Linked DNA regions of Sus scrofa: all the other regions are linked to region 1. A link is a contact called in public Hi-C, HiChIP or PLAC-seq and promoter capture Hi-C data. All regions are on one chromosome and are shown on one strand. The core of a region is the stretch at or near the end of the contact, and the rest is flanking DNA. Distances in the headings are between cores, read along the strand shown.

Evidence for each region. Promoter capture Hi-C pulls out the DNA fragments that hold promoters and counts their contacts. Hi-C and Micro-C count contacts between places; a contact is called where the count stands out from the background. HiChIP or PLAC-seq counts read pairs in DNA pulled down with a chosen protein or histone mark.
Region 2: a contact with region 1 is called in a promoter capture Hi-C map of liver, with 2.4 times the contacts expected there. The contact joins the promoter of MADD here to the promoter of AMBRA1 in region 1. A contact is called at or near these places in 1 of 5 promoter capture datasets (liver) and 1 of 2 datasets of contacts at active chromatin or transcription factors (alveolar macrophages).
Region 3: a contact with region 1 is called in an H3K27ac HiChIP or PLAC-seq map of alveolar macrophages. The contact joins the promoter of NR1H3 here to the promoter of AMBRA1 in region 1. A contact is called at or near these places in 1 of 5 promoter capture datasets (liver) and 1 of 2 datasets of contacts at active chromatin or transcription factors (alveolar macrophages).
Region 4: a contact with region 1 is called in a Hi-C map of liver, with 3 times the contacts expected there. The contact joins the promoter of ARFGAP2 here to the promoter of AMBRA1 in region 1. A contact is called at or near these places in 1 of 5 promoter capture datasets (fetal liver) and 1 of 47 Hi-C or Micro-C datasets (liver).

What each region holds. Positions count from the first base shown.
Region 1 is chr2:15,934,003-15,936,661 of Sscrofa11.1, reverse strand. AMBRA1 (activating molecule in BECN1-regulated autophagy protein 1) reads right to left here and starts at 1,308. Exons shown (of 17, transcript XM_021085245.1): 1 at 1,077-1,308.
Region 2 is chr2:15,313,906-15,316,564 of Sscrofa11.1, reverse strand. MADD (MAP kinase-activating death domain protein) reads left to right here and starts at 1,343. Exons shown (of 36, transcript XM_021085175.1): 1 at 1,343-1,651. It overlaps NR1H3 (nuclear receptor subfamily 1 group H member 3), which reads left to right. Exons shown (of 10, transcript NM_001101814.1): 10 at 1-236. The coding sequence ends at 103.
Region 3 is chr2:15,335,453-15,338,111 of Sscrofa11.1, reverse strand. It overlaps NR1H3 (nuclear receptor subfamily 1 group H member 3), which reads left to right and starts at 1,327. Exons shown (of 10, transcript NM_001101814.1): 1 at 1,327-1,504. ACP2 (acid phosphatase 2, lysosomal) reads right to left here. Exons shown (of 11, transcript NM_001244740.1): 4 at 1,834-1,986; 5 at 1,627-1,725; 6 at 1,457-1,546; 7 at 882-1,014; 8 at 20-102.
Region 4 is chr2:15,389,299-15,391,957 of Sscrofa11.1, reverse strand. ARFGAP2 (ADP ribosylation factor GTPase activating protein 2) reads right to left here and starts at 1,355. Exons shown (of 16, transcript NM_001244552.1): 1 at 1,261-1,355; 2 at 973-1,091; 3 at 355-427. The coding sequence starts at 1,332. PACSIN3 (protein kinase C and casein kinase substrate in neurons protein 3) reads right to left here. Exons shown (of 10, transcript XM_021085228.1): 10 at 2,065-2,624. The coding sequence ends at 2,509.

The DNA of each region.
Region 1 (2,659 bases), core at 59-2,558:
AGTTTAAATATCTGAATGATTTCTACACGAAGCTTTTTCACTCTAGTAACTAAGCCACTAATCGAATACAACAAAACTGGTCCAAAAGAGACTCCTTGAGTTTCATTTGGATTCTTCCTAGAAAGCAGTCTCTCAAGACAAATATCTGACTTCAAAACATTGACCATCCTCTGTAGGACATTAACTACCTAACACCATAGGTTAAAGACTTCCACCGAAAAACAGGCTGAAGGGAAAGAGGAGAAAAAAGTATCAACTGGAAAGCAAATCAAACAGCAAACAAAATTTCCTATCAAGAAAACAAAGTAACTGTCTCGCTAAAATGATACAGACTTTGAAAAGCAAAGCCAGACAAAAGATCGCGTGGTCCCTTTACTTCTTAAGTCTCCGGTGACAAAATCTATATTCCTAGGAAGAAGCGATCACGACAAGCCAACGACAAATCACTATGTGCATAAAATGACTGGTAAAGAGGGGGTGGGGGGGAGTAAACTGGTAAACGACCAAAAATGACTTATGGTGCATTTAAAGATCTGTCAGGGATATGAGAAAAAGTCACGTCCCAGCTTAGCCTCAGTTTCCCTACCCAAAAAAGTCAAGAATATGACACTTCGCTCAGAGGAGCCATAGGGCCCTGTTCCACAAACCTCCACCTATTCAAGGGTCCCTTCAAAGGGGACTCAGACTCAGAGGGTGTCCCCAGTGCAACTGAGTCATGACACCCGAAGCCTTTGGGGGGTGAAAGGAAAGAAAAGAAGGAGGGTCAAAGCGCGTAAAGCTCTATCCGTTCCTGGAAAGCAATTTCCCCATACACTGGGGGTGCCAACACTCGCCCCAGACCCAACATGCCCTCCTACCGAACCACACCGGGCAGCCCAAGCATCTCTCCGTCCTTCCGGCTTCTTCCTCGGTTCCCTGTCGCCTCTCCGACCGCGCCCCCGAACGCGGCCGGGTAGCTCCTCCTCTGGCCGTGTCTCCGCGGCCGACCCACCCTCCCACCCGCCGGCGCCAAGGTCTTCTCAACCCGGCGGCGGTAGGATGCCGGGCTGGGCCTCCCAGGCTCCTCCCGGGCCTACCTGCAAGGCCGGCGGGGGCTCGGTCTGCAGCCCAGCGGATGGACTGAACCACAGATAGAAGAAGCAGCTGGAAGGAAGCAAGGGGTCCGCTCTACCGACCAGCGGGAGAAAGCAGTCTGAGCGCGGGGCCTTGCGGATAAGTCAGCCCTGGACCCGGCGACGCCGCCGCTCGGGAGACATCAAGCAAGAAGACGGCGCAAAAGATCACCGAATACACGAACGCCCCAGACATCAAAGGAGGAGCGCCCAAGCAATCGTTCAAGGAACTCGAGTCGAGCGCCGAAAAACAGCTTGCTCCCACTCAAGGTCCGGCTTATGTCCAAGGCATAAACAAACAAACCCAGATCATAAACAATGGAGTAAAGTAGTCTGGGCTTCTGCCATTTTCTGTCTCGGCTGCCGGCTAAATTGTTTAGAGAACCGGAGTTTTTCTTGAGCGTGTTGACGATTAAGTCAGAGTATAATAACACTTGCTATCTAACTATGTTATGGACCACCTACACTATTTATCCCAACTCAGCAAATTTGACCTTAGTTTCCTCATGGAACAGTGAGATGAATTAGATAGATATAATAGAGGCATAGAGAGAATGAGAGAATCCAGGCTGAGGAACGAAATGAATAGTCTCTCTTGACGCTCCAATTTAACGGCCATAAGCACAGCAGAGAGAAGCTGGGAAAATTCAGTGTTAAGTTTGAACTTAAGGCCAGAAAAAAATATATATTGCTTTTTTATTATATTCCAAAGACCTAGGACCACAGGTGTGCTTCTTACACAATAACTGAAAGTCTCTTTGGATTCCGAAACTAATAAAGTGTGTTGACATTTTTATCATCATGAAAACTTTCCAAAGTCTCTTAGTAGACAGTAACATATGGTCAGCACAAATATGGATTGAAATCTTCATCCCAGGCACAATTTAATAAATCATATAGATCACTACATATGGATTACCAACTATAATAGTTTACCTTACCTCTTAAGGAGAGAGGAGACTGGGAGAGAAAGATGTAAAACAAAAACAAGGAGTTCCCATTTGTGGCTCAGTGGTAACAAACACAGCTAGTATCTATGAGGATGTGGGTTCGATCCCTGGCCTTGCTCAGTGGGTTAAGGATCTGGCATTGCCATGAGCTGTGGTGTAGGCTGCAGATGAGGCTCGAATCTGGCAATGCTGTGGCTGTGGTGTAGGCTGGCAGCTGCAACTCCAATTCAGCTCCTAGCCTGGGAACTTCTCTATGCCACTAGTTCGACCCTTAAAAAAAAAAAAATCCTGTGATTTCCCTTATGGTGCAGCAGATTAAAAATCCACTGTCGGAGTTCCCACCATGGCTCAGTTGTTAACAAATCCAACTAGGAACCATGAGGTTGTGAGTTCGATCCCTGGCCTCACACAGTGGGTTAAGGGTCCGGCATTGCCGTGAGCTGTGGTAGAGGTCGCAGATGTGGCTCGGATCCTACATTGCTGTGGCTGTGGTGTAGGCTGGCGGCTACAGCTCCAACTGGACCCCTAGCCTGGAAACCTCCATATGCTGTGGGTGTGGCCCTAGAAAAGACGGAAAAAAAAAAAAGAATCCACTGT
Region 2 (2,659 bases), core at 94-2,593, 620 kb after region 1:
CCGGACACTGAGCAGCGTCCACTCAGAGCAAGTGTTTGCACTGCGCCTGCAGGATAAAAAGCTTCCCCCGCTGCTCTCTGAGATCTGGGATGTGCACGAGTGACTGTTCTTCCCCCACACCGTGTCTTCTGTTTTTTGGGGTAGATGGCTGAGGCGTGACTGAGAAGGGCAGACATTCCTGAGGGCTGGGCAAAGGACATCCTCACGTGGCATTAAAAGAGTCAAAGGGTTGGGAATTTTGTGGCTGCTGGGTCCTGGGGATTCTGCTGAAACAGTGCTCCCATGTGAAGACGGTACTGACCCTGCCAAATGGATGAACCTGGGGGCCACTTTGCACAAGGTTGGCCAGGGCCCTGCCCATCCTGCCTCTACCACTTCCTGTTTTCCCCACGGGGCCCCAAGAAGAATTCTCCACTGTTAGCCTGCGGCTTGGCCGTAAATGCCTCAGGGCTGCCTCACTGATAGGACTGGCACTGGGTGTACAGGAAGATCGAAATTAATACAGGATGAGAGAAACCCATTTCTGGATTGGGAGTGGGGGCCCGGCAACAGAGGAGGGAAGGCTGTGTCCTTTAAGGAGCTGCTTCCAGATTCCGAGGAGGGAGACAAGTCACAAGTGACAGCCTTGGCAGTGAGCGGGGACCTCCTTTTACTAGCCCCATTGAGCCATAAGGGTCAATGAAATGTTGAGGCTTAGATGCCCCCTTCCCGTTCAGTGATCCAGGTGGGATCGGTTGTCTTCCTGTGGGAAGGGGGTGTGGGATTTTCCGACCTAACGCCTCAGTCGTGCACCTGTGTTCATGCCCGCGGGTATAATACCTTGGTTTTCCCGTTGACAGCTGAAAAAGAGCAATCCTTCCTCTTGGCCCGCAGACCCTTGGGACAGGAAGAAAGGTCCCCTGAGGCCAGGGGTAGGCTGACCGGTTTCAGGGTTAGCGTCTCCAAAGGGCTGGACTCCATTTCCCAGCGGGCACCGCGGCACCGCTCACGCCCCCTCCCGTGGAGCGTCCCGGTGTAGGTGAAACCGCGGCCTGCGCCTTCCGGCATCAGGTCCCCCCGCCGCCCCTGAATTGGTAGGTTCCACTGCCGAGGCCGCCGGCTTGCCAGCCCGGGAGGCTGGGCACCTCCAAAGCGCGAGCGGGGGGAGGGAAGTCAGGTAAGAGGGACGGTTAGAAAGTCTCAGGGGCAGCTTATCTTGAGAAGTCTCTTCCAGATTAATCCACATTTCCTCGAAATGGACTCCATTACCATGCCGAATTAAAATCTGTTTTAGTAACCTAAAGAAAAAGTGTTCCTGTGGGTCCTCCCCTTGGCACGTAAAGGCGCTGGGCTGGCCCAACGCTCCCCATCGCGTTCCCACTCCCACACGGATAGGTGTGTGCGTAGCCGCCTTTCTCCTGAGGTCGGCTCCACCCTTCAGCCCTCGGCTTGGTGCAGCCCTGTCCTCCCCGGGGGGAATGGTACGGCCCCCGGCCCCCCTCGGCTCCCCCTCCTTCACCGGGTCGGAGTGGTAGGCGCCCCCCCACCCCCCTTCCCGGTGAGGACGCGGAACTGGCGCGCGCTCTGAGCGGCGTCCGCGCCGGCGAGCGACTGACGCTTGGCTGCAGAGAGTCGTGCGGCCGAACCTGGCCGGTCTTCAGAGGCTCCAGAGGTAGGAAGGTCTGGGCCACTGGGGGCCTGGAAGGGTGTTTGGGGTGGGGCTCCCCGGGGGATACAGACTATGAGAGGAAACAGGGGCTTTAGTGGGAAGGGGACTCTAAGGAGCCCCCAAGGTTGTGTGAGGGGGCGTGGGGTCTCGAGAGAGAGCAGCGGTCTGTAGGAAGGGGGTAGGACAAGGGGTGGGGGCCAAAGGGGTTCCAGCTGCGAACCTGGGCGCAGCTTGCGGCTGCGGGGCTAGATTCCTGCGAGGCTGGCGGGCGGCCCTGGTTCCGGGGCGGGTGCGGGGGAGAACTGTCCAGCAGGTGAGGGGGCGGGCAGAGCTGTCCTGTCCGGGGGCTAAACACATGGCGCGCGTGTGTACGTGTGTCTGTGTCTGTGCGTGAGTGTGTGTGTGTGCGCGCGCGCGTTCCCCATTTTTGGTTAGAATTTGAATAAACACTTTGGCTTCTTAAATTTTCTTTTTTTTTTTTTTTAATTTGGTGTTTCAAAATTGGCTTGTTGGGGAGTGGAGACCCCGTTCAGTCTTTCCTGAAACTGATTGTCTCCCCATCCTCGTGCATCTTTAGACTCATCCTTCTTTCCCTGCCTTCCCTACTTCCCCAACCCTGCCTATTGCTGCCTCCTTGCTCTCATTCTTCCCCACGTTGGACCAGTCTGTGCTGATGCGCTTGCAAGGTCACTGCCTGGGGAGGAGGAGGGGAGAGAGCCTCTTATTGTGCTCACGTCAGCAGATGTCCTATCACTCTCTGGTTCTTGTGGTTTTACTGTGACATCCTGCCAAAATGAGGGACGAATCCAAAGGGCTGGTTAACATGGCCATTTGTAAGCTGAAAAGACAAGATAGCTTAAAGGTCTGTGGATTCTAAATCTGCGTGTGGATGGTGTTGGGTGGTAATTGTGTAGGACTTCAGCGGATAGGTATGAGTCTTGAGCTTGATGCCTTTGGAATATAGGAGCTGGGAATGAGGGGCTGCCCGTTAGTAAATATGGTTGAGGCAAG
Region 3 (2,659 bases), core at 78-2,577, 600 kb after region 1:
GCGGGCTGTGGGAGCTTACCGCTGAGTAGACCAGCAGCTTGGGGAGCTGGGAGGTGGTTGCCATCAGGGTCAGGTTCTTCCGTATCTGGGCCAGCAGGACTCCTGAAGGACAGAAGTCCCCAGTGTCAGTGGCTATAGCCGTCACCATCTTCTCACCAGACCTATCTGCCGTTCTCTCACCCTCTGCGAGTCCTGGCTCTGATCACCACAGAGAACTCCAGGCTCATGGGAACTACACAGGAACTCTACGGCACCTGCTCTCTAAGAACTTTCACATGTGTAGGAGAAAGCAAGCTCAAGCTAGCTATCTGTGTTTCAACACCGATGCAGAAACCCGCCACTTATTTATAAATGAGTTACGAAGCCCTGCCCATGTTTGAAGAATTACTCCAGGTGGGAATAAATATAAACTCAAGATTGCTTCAGAACACACAAGATGGTGGCTCCAGGCCAGGGGAACTCTGTCATGTGCAGGCTCTGAAAACTGAGATGTCGCAAAGGTTCGTCAGCTGGCACTCCCTTGGGGTGCTCACGTCAGGAAACTGGCCTGTGTATGACTGTCAGCCTCTTTCAAAGTGGGCCCTTGTGGTCATCTGGAGGAAGGGATTCATTGGAGGGGAGGGAGGGCTTTCTGACATGGTGAAACTTAAAAGAATGTGAATGGCAGAAAAGCAGCACACACCCAACCGTGCTCACTCACACAGGACAAACGTGCTAGGCATCTAGACAGCTGGGGACACCGATGACTAAGGGGATGACTAGGGGGGCCTAGTTCTGAAGAGCAGAGAACACTTCAGGTAGCATGTGAGAGGCCCCCAAGAGCGGATTCCTAATGCTGTAGGGATCTGACAGGGGAGTGACATGCTGCTGTTGTCACTCACCCCCCTGCAGCCGGGCCTTCTCTGCCTGCTCGTAGATCCCGAAGAGGAAGCGGAAGCTGAAGTCCTTTAGCCGGCTCAGACGCTGCATGGTTTGGGGTGAGGCCCAGGGAGGCAGGACCAGCCCGTGTGTCTGCTGTATGTGGCAGCGGGCAGGTTAGCTCCTCACCCAGGCCAGAGCCTCTCCCGGGAGCCGTTCTCTTCCTGTGTGTGTGTGGGTGTGTGCAGGGAGAGGAGAGGCAGAGGTTTGCGACCAGGAGACATGGTGGACAGTGATGAGGCCGCAGGGCACAGGAAAGGAGGCTCGGGCACCAAAAGTGTGACTCAGCAGAACGGAGTCAGATACCACGAGAGCTCGGGGTGGAGAGAAGCAGGAACTGCTGACGATCGATAAACTATTTCCCACTCTGAGGTTCTTTTTCACCCATGAGGGAAGTTCCCTTGTTTCACAAGAGGCGGCTTGCCTGGACCTCCCGGGTAGGAATGGGGTCCAGGCACGGTTGCACATGGCCTGGTCACCTAGGCCTGCTGAGGTGTGAGAGGAGGACAGTCATACCGGGGACCCTGAGCCAGCTCACCTCACAGAAGAGTGTGTCATAGACATTCCAGACGGTCTCCAGTGTCAGGTCCGTAAGCCCTGTCTCGTTGGCCACCATTTCCAGAAATTGCTATGAGAAAGGGATCAGGGATCAGTCCTGCCCTGGGGGAAAGGACAATGTGTGGTGACCTCCACCTCGGCCCCACTCACTGCATTCTGAATACTCTCATTCTGATACTCTGGTGTCCGCCGGGTCTCGTTCTGCAGCTGCTCAAAACGGGGACATGGGCCCAACGGGAACTTCAGCAGCTGCAGACCAAAGGGGGAAGCAGAGGCAGAGAAAGAGTCGGGGATCAGCAGCCCAATGGCCAGAGCTGCCCCCCTCACCGCCTCCAGGGAAGGGCTGGCCAGTCTTACTCTGTCCTCGGTAACAGGCACAGTATGGACAGGAATAGGCTGCCAAGAGATGTTTGGATTAAAGCGCTGCATCCCATTAGGGGGGAAGAGTCCAGCCAAGTTGGCCTCAGCACTCATGAGAGTCCGGTCAAAGTCTGTGCTTCGAACATAAACCTGCAGAGATGACAACACGAGTCTCACGAGTGGGTGGGGGAGCTCTGGCCCCTCCATGGGGTCCCAGGGGAGGACCGGTTCTTGGTGGACACCTACCAAATGAAATCCTCCGTGCATCTGGCCCTCTCCCCCCTCTGGCTTTCCCCATCCCTCTTTACAGCCAGGGCCCAAAATGCAGCTGGGGGGTTTGCTGTCCCCAGTCTGTGAAAAACTCCTGTGAGAATGGCTTTAGGTCAGATGCCCCTCCCAGTCCAAAGTGCTTAGTTAACAAGGCTCTTGGGTCCGTCTGTGTGCCTGGTTTTATTACACCACCTGTCACCCTATCTAGGCCCAGGTCCTTGAGGGCAGAAACTATCTCCCCTTTTATAACTGGCTTAGAGACCAGGAGAGGAAATAAGATATGGAACAGAAATAATTATTTGTGAAGAGAGAGGAAGAAGCTGTAAGGAAGGGCAAGATCAGGCAAGAGCTGGCCCTCAAGGAGACAATACAACATCTAGAGACAAAGATCAAGTTTGTATGGCACACCATTATATGCAGTGCTAGCATAGTGCCTGGCCCATAACAGGTACTCCAAAAATGTCTTGAAAGCTTGAGCTATTTCAGAGTCAGAAACTACTTTGCTAGACCCTTAAATCTGAGCTTGGATGCTTGATCCGTTTTGCCAATTCCC
Region 4 (2,659 bases), core at 106-2,605, 540 kb after region 1:
AGTCTCGAACCTCTGAGATGAATGATGGAAGCCCAGCCCTCACTCAACTTTGCCTGAGGACAGCATGCTGTACCCACTCTGCCCATCCTTCATCCAGGCCCCCAAGACCGTGATGACTGCGAAGGCCCCAACTCCCTTGGCCTTGCCCCAAGAATGTCTGTCCAGCTCGGTTTAAAACCAAAGCCCCTTTGTGAAGAACAGGGATACATTTCCAAGTTTAGAGAGTAGGGTACAGTGTTGCCATAGACCAGAGATTTCTCCTAACTGAAACTGAGAGAGCCTTCAAGAAGTCACTGTAGAGTCAGTACTCAGGCAGAAGAATGGGGGTGGGAGGATGGTAAGAAGGAGCTTTACCGCATTGGCATTCCCGCCGACCTGCATACACCTCAGCTGGAACCAGTTCCAGTTGGAATCCAACTCTGTGGACCTGTGTGCAAGGGCTGCGTGTCACCTACCAGCAGGTTCCAGGAGACGCTTCCCTGGCAGACCCACACCTGTCATTTGGCCTCGGGCTGCAGCAAGCGCCCAGGAAATATTCATCAGCCGCCACCGTGTTTCCTCCATTCTACCCTATCCATGAAAGCCTTGCTCTACATCCATCTAGTCAGATGGCTACCAATTATTTTCCAGATGGAAAGGAGGTCAAATTCTCAAGCACTCAAGCCTGGACTCGACCTTCCCCTTAAGCACAGCCACAGTCTGGCTCCAATGTATCAGCAACAAGATCAATGCAGATAACTCTTCCCTGAAACTGACGCTCGGAATGTCAATTCTGACTGTCAGGAAAGAAAGGAGTTTTGACCCACATGCGGAGTCGAACCGGCTGCGTGGTAAGGGGCCCACACTGGCTGTTTCCACTCATGAGAGGATCGCAAATACCGAACTCAGGGCGATCCAAGTTCAAGCAGCCACTCTCCCCCGATGAACCCCGGGCGGCAGGGTGGAAGCACAGCGGCCGCGAAAAGACCCTACCTGATGAAGCTGAGATGGACGCCCAGGGAGCGATGCACCCCGGAGCAATCAATGCACAAGAAAACACCATACGTGATGCTAGCCCAACTCGGATTCTTGGCGCCACAGTCAAAACAGGCCTGCGTGAAAAAGGCGATGAGCGAATGGTCAGGGGCCCCAGGTCCAGGCCGAGCGCTGACACCCCGGGAAGACAGTCCACGCCCTCCCTCTCCCTCCCTCAGGCGCCAAGGGAACCAGGGGAGTCCCTCTCGGCCAGTGCCTGGCCCTGCCCGCCTCCCACTCACGCACCTTGTTGGTTGGAATTGCGCGAAGCCTCTTAAAAAGAGTTTGGATCTCTGTCTTGCTCGGCTCGGCCGCCATTTTCTCTCCTTCCCAGATTCCAGCGCGAGCGACGGGTCGCGTCACAGGCCAATCCGCGGCCGCGAACGCGGGTCAGCGGGTGGGGCTCAGCGGGGGCCGGCCGGCCTAGGGGCGGGGTGATTTGTCCGGATCCCGACCAATGGGCGGTCGGTGGAGCAGGAGCCGAACCATCAGCGGCCTGGGCTCGGCGGCAGTCGCTCGAATCCACGCCACGCCGCGCCGGGGCCAATCCGCAGTCGGGGCGGGGCGACGGCTCGCCCGCAGGCCCAAACGTCGCCGCAGAGGCGCCCGCAGGTCCGGTCTTCTCCAGAAGGTGGAGCCATCTCTCAGGAGCGTGGGCTGCGAGACGGGGAAGCCGGCCTCTTCTCGGGCCAGATCCCAAAGAGTGAGTGATGATTAACAGTCCTACCAAGCACTCCTGGGCCTGCCGCCCTGAACGGGAAGGTAAACTGACTGGGCTCCCGCCCCGCTCAGAACTCCTCACCCAGCCTCCAGTCGTGGTCGGCTCGCATCTAGCCCTATCTCGAGTCCCTTCCGCCCCAGGTTAGGGTCCCAAATCCAAGTTAGGGTCCCAAGTCCAGAGCAGGTACCAAGTTGACAACCTTTGCCCAACCCCCACCCCCATAATATACTTCAGGCCCACGACCTCTCCTCAGTGCCTGGCTCCAGATGCCCTCGGTGGCCTGGCGGCGGAGGGGCGGGGGGTAACAAAGACGCACACAAGCCTGACAGTGTTTTGTTTTTCTTCCAAGTTTATTTTTTCCAAGTTTAATACACACTAGAAGCCACAAAAGAGTGCTGCTAGCCCAGAACTACACTCACCCCAAGCGCGCCCCAGGAAGCTCAAAACACAGACTGGGCACTGGGTCCACAACTCCTGGGGAGACCAGGGTATTCCTGGGGAGGCCCAGGCACCCCTGAGCCCTTTTGTTACCTCCTGACCTTCCCACCTTCCCCTCAGTCCAGACTCAGTTGGCCCTTCCCTACCAGTCCCTTCCTAGAGGCAGGCCCCTTTGCTCCTGGGAGTCTCAAGACTTCCTCTCTCCTGAAAGGGACAGAGGGCCACCAGGGGCAGCATGGTTCAGGGCCCTCAAGTCCAGCTGCCCAGACAAGCTAGGCTCAGACTGAAAGGGGTGGTGGGGGTGGAGAAACATGTAGAAGGGCTGTAAGGGCAGGTCAGGCCCCCACACACTCAACGTAGTTGGCAGGGTACAGGCCAATCCGGCCACTCTGCAGCTGGCCCTGGCACCAGCCCTGCTCATCCTCCTCGCTCATCTTCAGCAGCTCCTCCCCTGCGGAAAGGGGGATTGGTCACTGGCAACTGTCC